2 separate regions of the Ovis aries genome follow, and region 2 is linked to region 1. Evidence: chromatin contacts called from public Hi-C data. All regions are on one chromosome and are shown on one strand. Each heading gives the region's core, a stretch centred on a gene start, on an enhancer-like site or on the middle of the called end of the contact. The rest is flanking DNA. Distances are from core to core; before and after follow the strand shown. Region 1 holds the start of SPACA6 (sperm acrosome associated 6). Region 2 holds the start of PPP2R1A (protein phosphatase 2 scaffold subunit Aalpha).

The links. A called contact is a pair of places that touch in the nucleus more often than the background predicts.
Region 2: a Hi-C map of hypothalamus shows a contact between it and region 1, with 6 times the contacts expected there. The contact joins the promoter of PPP2R1A here to the promoter of SPACA6 in region 1. A contact is called at or near these places in 2 of 16 Hi-C or Micro-C datasets (hypothalamus and liver).

The regions. Positions count from the first base shown.
Region 1 is chr14:57,763,263-57,770,233 of ARS-UI_Ramb_v3.0, reverse strand. It overlaps SPACA6 (sperm acrosome associated 6), which reads right to left and starts at 3,384. Exons shown (of 10, transcript XM_015100074.4): 1 at 1-3,384.
Region 2 is chr14:58,151,817-58,158,787 of ARS-UI_Ramb_v3.0, reverse strand. PPP2R1A (protein phosphatase 2 scaffold subunit Aalpha) reads right to left here and starts at 4,182. Exons shown (of 15, transcript XM_027978664.2): 1 at 4,048-4,182. The coding sequence starts at 4,125.

The sequences.
Region 1 (6,971 bases), core at 2,135-4,634:
TGGGAGAGAAACTCTCTGAAGGAAAGGGGAGAAAGGAAAGGGATGAGGACAGGAGGGACAGCCCCACTTCTCTCCCAGGGTCCCTGCGGCAGCCCCCCCTCCCCAGCCTGGCCGGGTGGGGCAGGGGACCAGGGTCCAGGGGTCCCCGCCGGCCGTCCCGTGCAGGGCGCAGCCTGGGGAAAGCTAGGAGGCCGTATAGTGATCTCCTTGGGTGTCCTCCTCAACTATACAACCTCCTACCTCAGCCCGGGGGGCGCGGCAGGTGGACAGACAGACGGATGGACGGACAGACGGGGCCAGGGAGGGCGGGGAGGGCCGGGGGAGGCCCCAGCCGCGATGGTGAGCCCCCGACACGGACCCACAGACACGAGCTTGTGTGCGGCGAAGGCCCCGCAAGGTCGGTTCTACGGGTGGGTGCCAGGACCCAGGAATCCGGGCCCCCGGCCCCCTCCTCCCCAAGGAACCCAGGAGTCAGTCTCTCGGCCCCTTCCTCCCCAAAGGTCCCCGGAATCCAGGTCCCCTAGCCCCCACTGCTCCCTGAGATTCAAAAGTCCGAGTCCTCAAGCCCCTCTTCTCCCCAGGGGACCCAGGAGGCCAGGCCCCCGGCCCCTCCCTCAGTCCCGGGAATCCAGCCAGGCCTGTCTCCTTCGGAGAAGACGCAGCCCGGCTTCCTGGATCCCGGGTCCGAGGGAACTTCACCAGTTTCAGAGTTTGGACACTTGGGCCAGCTCCCTCCCTGACCCTACCTGTCAGATAATCTGAAATCCAGAAGCAGGGCGGAGGCCGCCCAGGGGCTATAAACCCGTGAAAGCCTGTCTGGGTATCTGCTCCTCTCTCACCCCTGCTTTCGGCCTCTCATCAAGTACCACACTGACATCCGCGGATGCCGCCCCAGGCCTGTGTCATCTCTCCGGCTGAGCGCGAGGTGCCATCGGCACCCCCATTTCGCAGGTGGTAAGGCTGAGCCCCAGCCAGCCGTAGGCTGGGGTGGGGAGGGTGGCGGGGGCAGGAGTGGGAGGGGCCAGGCCTTCCAGGCTAGAGGGCCCAGCACCCGCCCTCCCCAGCCCGGGGCTGAGTCTGTGCACCTGAGAACCTCCGCCTCGGTCCAGGGCTCCAGCGGTCTCGCTCCCGCCGTCTCCCGCTCCAGCTCCATCTTCCCGGTCCTCTCTCCCGGTCCGGCCTGCTCGCCCTCGGCCTCACCTGGTCCCCATCTCCTGCAGGCTCCGTGTGCTCCTCCCCGGCTCTGCGCTGCCCAGCCGCGCCTCCCCCCGCGCGCGGCCGTCCCCGGCTCGCAGGGGCCTTTCTCAGGCCGTGTCTCTCCGCCCTCCCCCGCCTTGCTCTCTCTCCTCTCCTCCTTTCTGCTTCTTTCCCTTTCCCTCCGGCCTTGCCCCCTCCCCTGCTCCGCCCCCCTCCCTCTGTCTTTGTCCCTTTCCTCCCTTCTCTCCCTCGATTTCCCCGTCTCACTCTCCCCCCCCCCCCCCCCCCCCCCCCACAACCCTCTTCCCCCTGCCTGCCTCCCTCCCTCGTCTCTCCATCTCCCGGCCTCCTTCTCCCCCTCCGTCTCCCTCCTTGCCTCTCTCTCTCTCTTTCTCCTTCTCTCCCTCCCGGGTCTCTCGCCTCCCTCCACCCCCCCTTCTCCTTCCTTCTCTCCCTCCCCCTCGCCGCAGCTCGGAGCCAGGTCTGGAGCTGGGGGTGGGGTGGGGGTGGTTCGCGCAGGGGCCCAGGGCCGGGGTAGCGACCTGCTGGGGAGGCGGGGAGGCGCGGAGGGGCGGGGGAGGCCGGGGGGAAGGGCGGAGGGGGGAGCCCAGGGACGGGTCCGCGGACCCCGCTCGCATCCCGCTTCCCTCCTTCCCGGCCTCCCCGACCCTCCGGCAGGGGCGCGAGCCGGGCCAAGGTGGGGAGGAAGGGGAAGGGAGGAGGCGGCCCCCGCCCCCCCGACCCCCCCAACCTGGCCCGAAGCCCAGGCCCGGGCTCCCAGCATGCCCCGGGGCTGCCGGGGGCCTGGGGAGGGGGTGCGAGCCGAGGGAAGCCGAGCGTCCTCAGGGTTCGCGGGGCCGCAGCATCGCCCTGCGGCTCCGGCACGTCTCTCCTAGGGAAACTGAGGCCCGCAGAGAGCGGAGGGCGGGGGGCGGGGGTCAGGACCCGATCGAGGTCACCGCACCGGGCCTCGGCGGAAACGCGGACTCCCCGGGCCCGCAGGCCCGACCCGGGGAAAGGGTTGGCGCAGGACTTCGCCCAGGTCTGGGCCCCCCTCCCCCTCCCCGCAGACCCTGGGGAGCCCCCAAGGGTCAGAGAGCAGACCCAAACAGTCTGGCACCATGGCAACCAGTGGCCCCGCCCCCTTAACCCCCAGAGGGCTGGACTCCAGCTGGGGCCAAAGAGGAGGAGGTGGGGACACCTGGGTTAGGGGGAGAAAGGGTCTGGGGGCCCGAACTCTGGGATTTCATGGAGAATCAGGGGGCTGGAATGTGGACCCGCCCCCCCCCCTTCCTCCCTTCCAAGGGCTGAGGGAAGAAGAGGCTGGAGGCTCCAGGGTCCAGGGCTAAAAAATGGGGGCTGGGGTTCGGACGCTGGAATTCTGCGGGAGGGGCCGGGTCGCGGACGCCCAGGTCTGAGGGAGGAGGGGGCCGGGGACTGGAATCCCGGTCCCCGAGGGAGCCTGGACGCTGGGCCTCTCCTGCGCCAGACATCCCCTGCCCCCGCCGCTGACCCTGGCCTGTCTGGCAGCCCAGACAACCTCCCCCTCCTCGGCAGCCCCCTCCCACTGGCTCGGCTCACCCTTGACCCCTCAGAGCCCCGCAGCCCCTTCCCTGCCCCTCCCCCGCCCCTCCAGCCAGACGTTAACCCTTCCGCGGCCAGAGGCACCTCCAGAGCCAGCCTCTCCCTTGAGCTCCCCTGAGGGCGCGGGAGGGCACCCCTCCCGAGTCTCCTCCGGCTCCGAGCCTCTCTAGCTATCCCAGCCCCATCTCTCCCCTCCCAGTGGAATCTAGGAGGTGCTCCTGGCCCACTCCTCCTCCTGAACCCCGGAATCCAGGCCCCCCAGTTCCCACCTACAAGGATTCGGGACTCTGGGTCCCCAGCCCCCGCCTCCTCCTCCAGGAACCCAGAAATCCAAGGACCCTGGAGTCCGGGCCCCGGGTCCCACGCCCCTGCCTCTCCGTAGACTCACGGCTCCACCGCTCCCGCGTCGGGGGAAGGGTCTCGGCGGGCAACCCCCCGGGGCCGGGCCGAGCCGGGCCCCGCTGCCGCCGCCGCCACCGCCGCCAGCTCTCCATCCTCTCCCCGCCTCCGCCGCCCGACGGCCTCTCCCCTTCCTCCCGGCGTCCCAGCCATCCTCCTTCCCTCCTCCCCGACTCCCTCCGGCCTGGGCCTCCTCCCGGTTCTGCGGGCCCGGCTCCCCCGCCCGGGACCCCGGCGGATCAGCCCCCTCCCCAGGGGGGCCCCCGCCCCGGCCCCTCCCCACCGCCCGGCCCAGTCCGGCCTGGCTTCCACCACCGCCACCGCCCCCCCCCCCCCGCCCCGCCCCTGCCCCGGAGCTGGCCCCGGTCCAGGGGAAAAAATTCCATCCAGCCCCGGGGAGGAGGGAGCGGGGCGGGGGAGGGAGCGGGGCGGAGAGGCCGGGCCGGGGAGCGTGACGCAGGGAGGAGGGAAGGGACAAAAGGGGCCGGGAGGCGGTAGGGTGAGCCGGCGGCGCTCCCGCTCCTCCCTCCCTCCTCCCTCGGCCGGGGCCGGTTCTCTACTCTCTGCTTTCTTTCGTCCCCTCCACCTCTCCTCCCTTTCCTTCACTCTGCCTGCCTCCTCCTGGCCCTGTGCTCCCCCCCCCCCCCCCCCCGCCCCCGTGTCTCCGTCTCCGCGTCTCTCTTTCTCCTTACATCACGCCCCCCGCGCCCCTCCATCAGGGTCTTCTCCTCTCCTCGCTCTGTCTCCCCCTTTCTGCTCTCCCAGCCTCCTTCCCCTCCCTCCGCTTCGGTTTCTCCACCCACCCACCCACTGGGGGACGGAAAGGTGAATCAGACCCAGATCTGCCCTTGCAGTCCGAGCTCACAAGTCTGATGGAGGAGACAGACCCAGACGCAGACAGTTCCAATCCTGGGCGATCGGGGTATGACGAAGGGAGGATCCAGCGGCTTGTGGGAGCCCCGGGGTATGGGGCAGGAATCCTTTCAGCTGGCGATAGCCGAAAGGGCCTCCAGACAAGGCGGTGGTTGTGACCTCCAAGAACTAGGAGAAGTTAGATCTGAATTGTGTGTGTGAGAGAGAGAGAGAGACAGAGAGAGAGAGAGAGGCGTCCGTACGGGCATTGCAGGCGGAGGGCACAGCTGAAGCAGAGGCCCAGAGGAAACCAGGGGGGCGATTCTGGGAGAAGGGCGGGCGGTCAAGTCTGATGGGAACTCAGGAGCCTGCAAGAGGAGGCTGAGGTGGTGGGCGGGGCCAGGTGCCCAGCGCTTGGCTGGCCGGGGCGGGGAACTTTCCCATGTGGGTGTCTGGGAGCAAAGGGAGGGGCAGGGTCAGATTTGGGGTGTCAAAGTGATCCCTCTGGGGCCTGTGGGGGATGAGTTGGGGGGAAGAGACTGCTGGAGGATGGGGAGATGGTTGCCTGATCCGAGGCGGGGACCCTGGGGACCCAGAGGAGGGGGTGGGACAGAGAATGTGAGGAGGGTGATGAGGATGGAAGAGGTCAGGAAGATAAAACAACCAGGAGTGTGGCCCTGAGACTGCGGGGGCCAGGAGTTGTTCTGGATGGGGAACCAGAGGGAGAAGGGGGTGCAGAAGAGGGCAGGCACTGTGTGCCGATTGGGACCTAGTGGACATTAGGGCCCAGAGGACATATTGAGGACACACTGAGGGAGTGGTGAGTGTAGGGTCCTGGGGTTCCAACAGTGAAAAATGCCGTCTCCTCCTGCCCTGTCCCTGGCCATCCACTCCTCTCTGGGGACAGCTCATGCTTACCAGTTTCTTATGAATCTTTCCAGAAGAATTATATCCTTTTGTACTTGTTTATTGGGCTTCCCTTATGGCTCAGCTTAAAGAATTTGCCTGCAATGCGGGAGACCTGGGTTCGATCCCTGGGTTAAGAAGATCCCCTGGAGAAGGGAAAGGGTACCCACTCCAGTATTCTGGCCTAGAGAATTCCATGGACTGTATAGGCCATAGGGTTGCAAAGAGTCCTACAGGACTGAGCGACCTTCACTTTCACGCATGTATTATACTAACCCCCTCTTTTTTGTCCCCAGGTGGGATCATATTATTCTATGCTTTTTTTTTTTTAACACTGTATCCTGTATTATTCATCCATGTGTGTGTGCTAAGTCGCTTCAGTCGTGTCCAGCTCTTTGTGACCCCATGGATTGTAGCCCAACAGGCTCCTCTGTCCATGGGATTCTCCAGGCAAGAATACTGGAGTGGTTGGCCATGCCCTCCTCCAAGGGATCTTCCTGACCCAGGGATCAAACCAGCGTCTCTTATGTCTCTTTCATTGGCAGGCGGGTTCTTTACCACTAGTGTCACTTGGGAAACCTTATTCATCCATTTTTGTTATCAACTAGGAGGGGTTTTTCACATAAAGAAACTAATGATTATGAATATGCAAATTACTGTTTTTTTAAAAACTATAATTTCTTCCAATGCTCTGAAGCCTCTTGACCCAGATATTTGATAAATACTTCTAGGTTCTTTAAATTTTGTCACTGATTACTAATGGTAGGAATAATAACAAATGGCAATCCTTTCTCGAATGTCTACTTAAGGACAGTTTTCTGGGCTGAGTATTTGTTATACATTATCTCAGTCAACATTTTTTGGGGTTTTTTGGCCTCACCCTGCTACTTGTGGGATCTTAGTTCCCTCACCAGGGATCAAGTCAATGCCCCCTGCATGGGAAGCATGGAGTCTTAACCACTGGACCACCAGGGACTTCCCAGCAGCAGTCTTATTTTTAAGAATTGTTTTATCTCCATGTAAGGATGAGAGAACTGAGATTCTGAATAGTGAGTTTCCCATGCTTACAAGTGAATGGCAGAGCCCAGGCCATTCACCCAGGCCTCTCTGGGTCCATGTGCTATGCCCTTTCTTTGGAAACCGGCTGCCTCTGTGAAAATGTCCAGCTTGCCTGGGGTTGCTGTCCAGCATAGGTTAGACTTGTCATGCACACAGATTCACACCTGATAAAAGGATCTTTTGTCAGACCCTGCACCTTGACTTGGCATCCAGAATGACTGTCAGTCTGTTCTCATCTTCAGATGCCCTGCGTTCATATCAGGACAAAAACCACACCACCATGCTGTCTTCTTGTGCTTGCCCTGATTCCCTTGTTTGGCGATTCTCGACGTCTGGGTCTGTCTCTGAGAGTTCACTGAAGGCACTTTGGAGGTCTGAGTCATCTCGATGTCCTCAGTATCACTCAGCATAGGGTGTGGCTCAGAGGAAGGGCTCAGGAAAACGTTTGCCAAATGAATGAATGGAGAGATGGATGAATAACAAGTGGTTTATGAGTTAGGCTGAGACTTGCCTAAGTTCTGGGATAAAAGAACTTAATTCCCGTTAGTTCCTGAAGCATAAGACCTCTGTTACCATTTGTTAGTGACTCATAGGAAGCACTGTTTCCATCGTTCTTTGATATACAGAGTTCATAACTCCCTTGACACCTAATACTGAAATATTGCCATTTCCACACATCTCTAAAACTCAAGATTCACTGTTCACTCCCATGAGCCCCTGAGACTCAGAACCCACCATTCGCTCCCATCAGCCCCTGAGACTCAGGGTCCACCACGGCCATCTGCCGTTGACACACAGTACCACAGTTCTTGTCAGTCCTTGATACCCAATATCCGTAATTCCTATCCCACTACAATACAAGGCGACCACCATGCCCATCAACTCCTGAGACAGAAGCTCTGCCTTTCCTATTATCCCTTTAGAACAGCATGCCAATGGAAAATAAAAACTCCCCGCCCTCCACAAGGCCGTCT
Region 2 (6,971 bases), core at 2,933-5,432, 390 kb before region 1:
GTAATCTCCCCACCTCCTTGGAAATCGCAGCACAAACGAGTCCTTCCCTAGCAGTTTACCTGGCCTTATAATTATGGAGGTCCCTGCTCCCCCATTTGGAAGGTGACTTGTCTCTGGGATGAGGAAGGAGCATGACTGTTACCAGCTGGTGATTCCTGAACCGAGTACAGGGCTGGACACGTCAAAAACAGCAAGCATAAATATTTTTCAAGTCTTTAAAAATACACGTCATCCAGAGAAGGCACAGCAGATCTTGAACCCACTTTCTTCACCACCACCCTACACCAACTAAAATCTCAGAGCAACCTGATTCCTGAGTTCTGCTTCAAACCCCCATATATTCTATGTGTTCCAGAAAAGAAGCCAGAGCCTGAGACATCGTATTTCTAAGGTGTGGGCACCCAAAATGTCTTAGAGCATGCAAGAACCTGCTGTCTTTACACAGTTTATCTCATTTAATCCTCACAGCAGCCCTGCCGGGTGTATCTCCCACCCTTTTTCTCACTTAACAAGAAAATCAAGGCCCAGAAGAGTTGAGTAACTCATAACGTTGCCAGACCAGACTTGAAACCCTGGTCTGCCTCCACCCATGGCATTGCCACCTGTGTCACCTCCGGGCCTGTGTCACCTCCGGGCCTACTCTGTCTCCACAGGGCCCAGCCTGGTGGTGAAAAGTGTTGCCCTGAAACCCAATGCTTTTGGCTAAGTCCTATATCAGTATTTACTGGGTTGTGTGACAATGACCAAACATTCAGAATGAAGATTCAGAATCTGATTTAAAGGAGCCAATTGTAAAAGGACACTTCTGGAACAATCAGGAAAATCTGATTATGTGTATGAATCAATTGTTAGATGACATCAAATATCACTGTAAAAACTTTGTCATGTATGATGTTTTTGAACTGTGGTGCTGGAGAAGACTCTTGAGAGTCCTCTGGACTGCAAGGAGATCAAACCAGTCAATCCTAAAGGAGATCAATCCTGAATATTCATTGGGAGGACTGATGCTGAAACGCTGAAGCTCCAATACTTTGGCCACCTGATGCGAAGAACTGACTCATTTGAAAAGACCCTGATGCTGGGAAAGATTGAAGGCAGAAGGGGATGACAGAAGATGAGATGGTTGGATGTCATCACTGACTCAATGGACATGAGTTTGACTAAACTCCAGGAGTTGGTGATAGACAGGGAGGCCTAGCATGCTGCAATCCATGGGGTTGCAAAGAGTAGGACACGACTGAGCAACTGAACTGAACTGATGTATGATAATGTCATTGTGGTTATTAAAATGCCCATTGTTTTAGGACTTCCTTGGTGGTCCAGGGGTTAAGACTCCATGCTTCCAATGCAGGGGGCACTAGTCTGATCCCTTGTTGGGGAACAAAGATACCACATGCTGCACTGCACAGCCAAATAAAAAAAGTCCATGGTTTTAGAGGTGCATAATGAAGTATGTAGGAGAAAGTATCTGGGGTATGGGATTTATTTTTAAAATACTTCAGCCAAAAAAAAAAAGTGTGTGGGGAGGAGGATGAGAAACAGGTGAAAAAATATGATAAATTTTTTTTTTTAAACTGCTGAATCTGGATTCGGTACTATTTTCTCTGTGGCTTGAGATCTGACAATCAAAAATCATTTACTGGAAAAAAAACCCAGCACCTATCTCAGATTTCTTTTGTGAGGACTCAACAAACACACACAAAGCACTTAGCAGGCTGGCAGACAGCAGGGTTTCTCAGCCTTGGCACAACTGACCTCTGGGGCTGGACCATCCCTTGTGAAGGGACGGCCTGGGCAGTGCAGGATGCTGGGGAGCATGCCTAGCTACTGCTTGCAGCTCTCCCCCCACCAGTCGTGACAACCTGTTAAGACCCACTGCTCTACAGTAACCATTAAGAGAACAGTTTTTAAATTCCTGAAGCATCTCACCTTTGAGAGATGAAGCCCTCATCTTACCACAAGCGGCAGACTAAATTTAATGAAAACTTAAAACATGTCGTGCATTGTTCTAAGCATTTTCCTTGTACTAACGTATTTAATCCTTGAAACATGCCTATGAAATGCTAAGTATTACTTTGGGGTGGGGGGAGGTATCCACTGCACGGCTTGCGGGACCCTAGTTCCCCAACCACAGACTGAAGTCTGAGCCCAATGCAGTGAGCCCAATGCAGTGAAAGTGCCGAGTTCCAGACACTGGACCACCAGGGAATTCCCTATTCCCACTTCATAGATGAGAAAACTGAAGCACACAGTGTAAGTAACACAGAAACCTGTTCTCTCCACCAGTGAACCACATTTTAAGAAACGTGGTGCCCCAAATACCCCTGAGACAATGCAACCCAGTCACTGCTTCTTACTGGATAAGGAAGCAATTTCTTTGAAGTTCACTCTCCAAATATAAAACCATAAACTGCTATGACAACTGAATGAGGTCATCACTGAATGCCTTCTTAAGGGGTCAATTCCACTGCAACTGCCCAACCAGGCAGATGCTGCTTCCTCACTCATCATTATTCCTTACAGATGAGGAATCTGGACCCAGAACAGGCAAGGCACTGACTGGTCCAGCGCACACAGGGAGGGCACCGGTAGTGCTGGCATTCAAATCTCAGTCATCTTGACTCCTCCATCACTCACCACACTGCATCCAAACCACCAGCAAATCCCAACAACCCTCCTTTTCAAGATACCCCCAATCCTGCCAATGCTGGTGCTGCTTTGCAGTGGCATCCAGAAAGGTCTCTCTGCTCCTGCCTGGTCTCTATTCGACAGCAAAAACTCAGGAGCATGTCATTCCTCTACGCAAAGCCTGGCACTGGCTCCTCCACCTCACTAAAGGCTTTGCCTTGCTGGTCCACAGGCCTCACTTGATCTAGCTCTGGATTAATCCTCATCTGCCACCACTTCGACACTCACTGTGCAGCCACCACGCTGGCCTTGCTGTTCTGACTCCCGAACTACGGTCATAGGAGCCCAAACCACAGAGGCTGGGCCAGTGTAGCCCGCACAATTTTATAAATGGGGAAACTAAGGCCCAAAGGGAGTATAGAAACTCTTCGATCACCACTCCCCACAATTACAGCTAACATTTATTGGGCCCTTACAACAGACCGGGCGCCGTTCTATATGACTCGTATTATTAACTCGTTCAGCCCCTTACAACCTCCCATTGACACCAGGACTATTATTAGACCATAGTTTATGGAAAACAAAGGCCCAGATCGGTGAACTAATCGGCCCAAGGTCACTCGGGTGAGAGGCAGGGCTGGGATAGGCAAACCCTAACCCTACCTCCTCTCAATACTTCGCCTGCTGGGCTCACATATCTGAACCTCCCGCTCCTACACATTAGAAATGTTAGCCCGTTTAGTGCACTGCCCACCCTCCACTCAACGGGAGGATCCTGGAAGGGGGGCGAGTTTCCACCTCGTAATTCGTACCTGAATTTGGCCAGTTCCCACTTTGGGAGTGAGCTTTTCGCCCCCCCTCCCCTTCGGGGGTCTACACCAAAACTGGAGAGTGGGAGGGCAGGAACTGTAAAGTCAGTGTTCACGTCTCAGTCTCCATTTGGAAAGTTTAACCCACAGCGCAGAGCCTTAGCCGCTGAAGCCGTGAAGGGTGAAAACTACCCGGACCCCCACCAATCAGGCGGCCCCTCCCCCACTCGGAGCAAGTCACGCGCCCACAGCATCCCCAAGGCGCCATTCAAGGGCTGCTGCCGCCAATCACCAAGCCGTTCCTTCGCCTCTCCCCAACCCAATCGGTCGACTCTCTCCAGAGCCGCGGCCTCGTAGGCCCGGGGCCCCGCGCGCACTTGGCAGGCCCGGGACCCTCCAAGGTGGCCTTCGCTCCCGCCCTCCGCTGGGCCGACACCCAATCACGGGCGCCGTCTCATCGAGTCCGGGGACCCTAACATATGAAAACGGAATGCTGATTGGCCGCCGCCCCTTCCGCCACTCCCAGCGAACACTGAACCTTGTCCGCGAGGGACGCCCGTGCCCCCAGGTCCCCTTTCCCTTCTTCCTCAAGTCCCCGTTGCTTCCGGACCTGAACATCCTCGTTGCGGAGCTCGTCTATGAGCACCGCGATGGGGTAGAGCGAGTCGTCGCCATCGGCCGCCGCCATCTTGGGCCCGTCCCGTTCCTGTCAAGACTGCGGCCAGCGCCGTGCTAAAACCGGGATAGGGAGGGGTTGGGCTGGGAGGAGGAAAGAAAGGCGTGGGGACGCCCGAGCCACTTTACAGGGGCTACCCCACATTCATTGGCCGCGATATCCCGGCTGAGCCTGCGTTTCTTTGGTCCGAACAAATAAGGTCCCGCCTACCGCCCATTTGCCATTGGCCGAAGTGACGAGATTAAGTTTGCCGTAGGAGAGGGGGAGGAGGAAACGGAAGTACGTCGTATCTTAGCGACCAAGATTGGGCCCGCCTACGTCGCCGCTAATAGCGGCCTAGACGAGCAGTTGCTTCTAGCCAATGAGGAGGAAGATTGGGAGGTGGCTAAGCCAGCTCGCCTCCGAGTTCTTCTGCGCCTGCGTCGCTAGGAATGCATGACGTCACTGGCGGGGCAACGAGAACTATCCGCAGGTTTTGGTTTGGGAGACAGTGGTTCCTCTTGCTGGCAAGTGGACTCCTGAACCTTTGCGCGAGAGGAGGAGAGAGTGTGTCTTTGATTTATGCTTTATTTTGCTGAGGCCCCGAGAAACGTGGCGACTTGCCTTACTCTGGGTAAAACCCAACGCTCCTCATGCGTGGATCTGATTCCTGAACGCCTGTCTCCCACCTCCCCTTTTTACTCTTCAGCAGTTCTGGAAAATTAATTGCTTGAGCACATCATGCTTTTTCATGCCAACAAGCCTTTGCCCAAACTGTACGTTCTATTTGGAAAGCAGTTCCTATTAAATCGTCGGATCTCTACGTATCTCCTCTTCCCTTCCTCTCTTCAGTCCTGGCCAAGCTCCCAGAGCCACGTAATCAGTCAATCTCAATTTCTCTCCCTCCCTCCCTCTCTCAAAATTTGTATCCCTTAGCTGAGTCTTCGCTAAAGACCCACTCCAGTTAGGAAACTGCTCCTTATAAAAGGGAGCGGGGGTTGAGCGGAGAAGACGTTGCATATTTCAGTCTTTTCCTCCTTATTCCCAGGATCTTCCCCCAACCCCAACTCTGCCAACTCACGGAGGCTATAAACCTCCTTAGCTAAGGATGCGCTCTAAATATCTTATAATTTTGTCAGTTACACCTCAAAGCGCCCCCCCCCCCCCAAGAGTCCCAAGTGTGCCATGCAGAGACAGCCTCTGCAGCTCATAGATGCAGTCAGCAGCTTGATTCTGGTCAGACTCCACAGAAAAGACCCTGACCAAGAGTATTTCAACCAATGACCCAAAGAGTTCTCTCAGCACAACAGTTTGTTTCCACAGTTCACATCCTAAAAGAGTGATGTCCAAGGCACACTAAAGGCTTGTGTGCCACTTGGACACACTGGCAATCGTCCAGGTGTCTGACCACATCTGTTTTCTATTCCTGCACAGCTGGCACTAAGACTGCACAGCCACAGCGGCCCAGGGAGCAACATTAGGTTTCAACTTGCCTAAACCTTCCGCGTCGGTCAGACCATGCATTTAGGAAGGTCTCAGAGGACAGGGTTACTAGTGCCAGTGGCTTTGGCTATAGTGTAGAGCTGAAAATTCCCCCAGAGGGATAGATACCACTTATTCCTATAAAGCCAGGATGCTGCTGGAGCCAGTCTCGAATAAGTGATTCCTATAAGATGCAGGACTTCGGGGGCCCTTCGTACCTTGGTGGCAGTGGAGTCCAAATTGATTCATCCCCAAATTTGGAACATCAAGCAGGAGAATTGCAAGGCTTCTACAGATCAGACTTCAGTTTTGAGGTGCATTTGCTGCTGCTGCTGCTAAGTCACTTCAGTCGTATCTGACCCCATAGATGGCAGCCCACCTGAGGTGCATTTATTGGCAAGCTAATTACTGCTGTTTATAAGCAGTGCACCTGTTGGTAGTGTCAGAGTGGCCCTGAGTTCATAAAGCAGTGGGGACTTTTAACTGGAGGCTGCATCCCTTTGCCAGAGGTATTAACTAACAAAATCATTAGGACATTGTCTCCCATGTCCCAGGAGTGTAGTGAGTGTTGGGCCTCCTTTGGCTAATGGGGAGTCCAAGAGACAATAGTTTTTCTTTCACTGATGGAAGGATTGAGCATGGTAATCTGCCCAAAGAATCCCATTAAACTTTCACTGGAAAATAGGACTTGAATTTGGTCAGGTTATATCAGCTACCCCAACTGGCCGAGATGTGATGACAAGTTAGACAAGGCTATGGAGGCTGGGGCCTCTAACTTGCCAACAAAGAGAATATAATTTATATAATGAAAACTTTGTACATCAGACGTTAGTGGCGCTTGACCAAAATCCTTACCACTTGCCAGAAGCAAGTAAAAAGGTAATATGTCTCATTAAGACTTGTCTACCTGCATCTCCCCTTACTGGAACAGTCGCCTCTGTGGGATGTGGAAACACAAGCATATCACACAGCAATTTCTGATATGTTCTGATGCAGGATGCTGAATTTTTCCAAAGGATCCTGCTATGGTCTCTTTGTGTGTGCTCAAAATTCATATATTAAAACTCAACTCCCAAGGTTATCGTATTAAGAGATGGAGCTTTGGAAAGAGATTAGGTCATGAATGGGATTATAATGACCTTTCAAAAGAGGGCTGAAAGAGCTCTCTTGCCTTCTTTTGTCTTGTAAAGATACAACCAGAAGTCTGCAACCCATAAGAGGGCCCTCACCTGACCATGCTGCCACCCAGATCTCAAACTTTCAGCCTTGTGAACTGAGAGAAATAAATTGATGTTTATGAACTACCCACTCTCTGGAATTTCATTACAGCAACCTGAACAGACTGAGATAGGCCCCCAGCTACCTCATCTATTTAGCTTCCCTCTGCTTTTGTGATA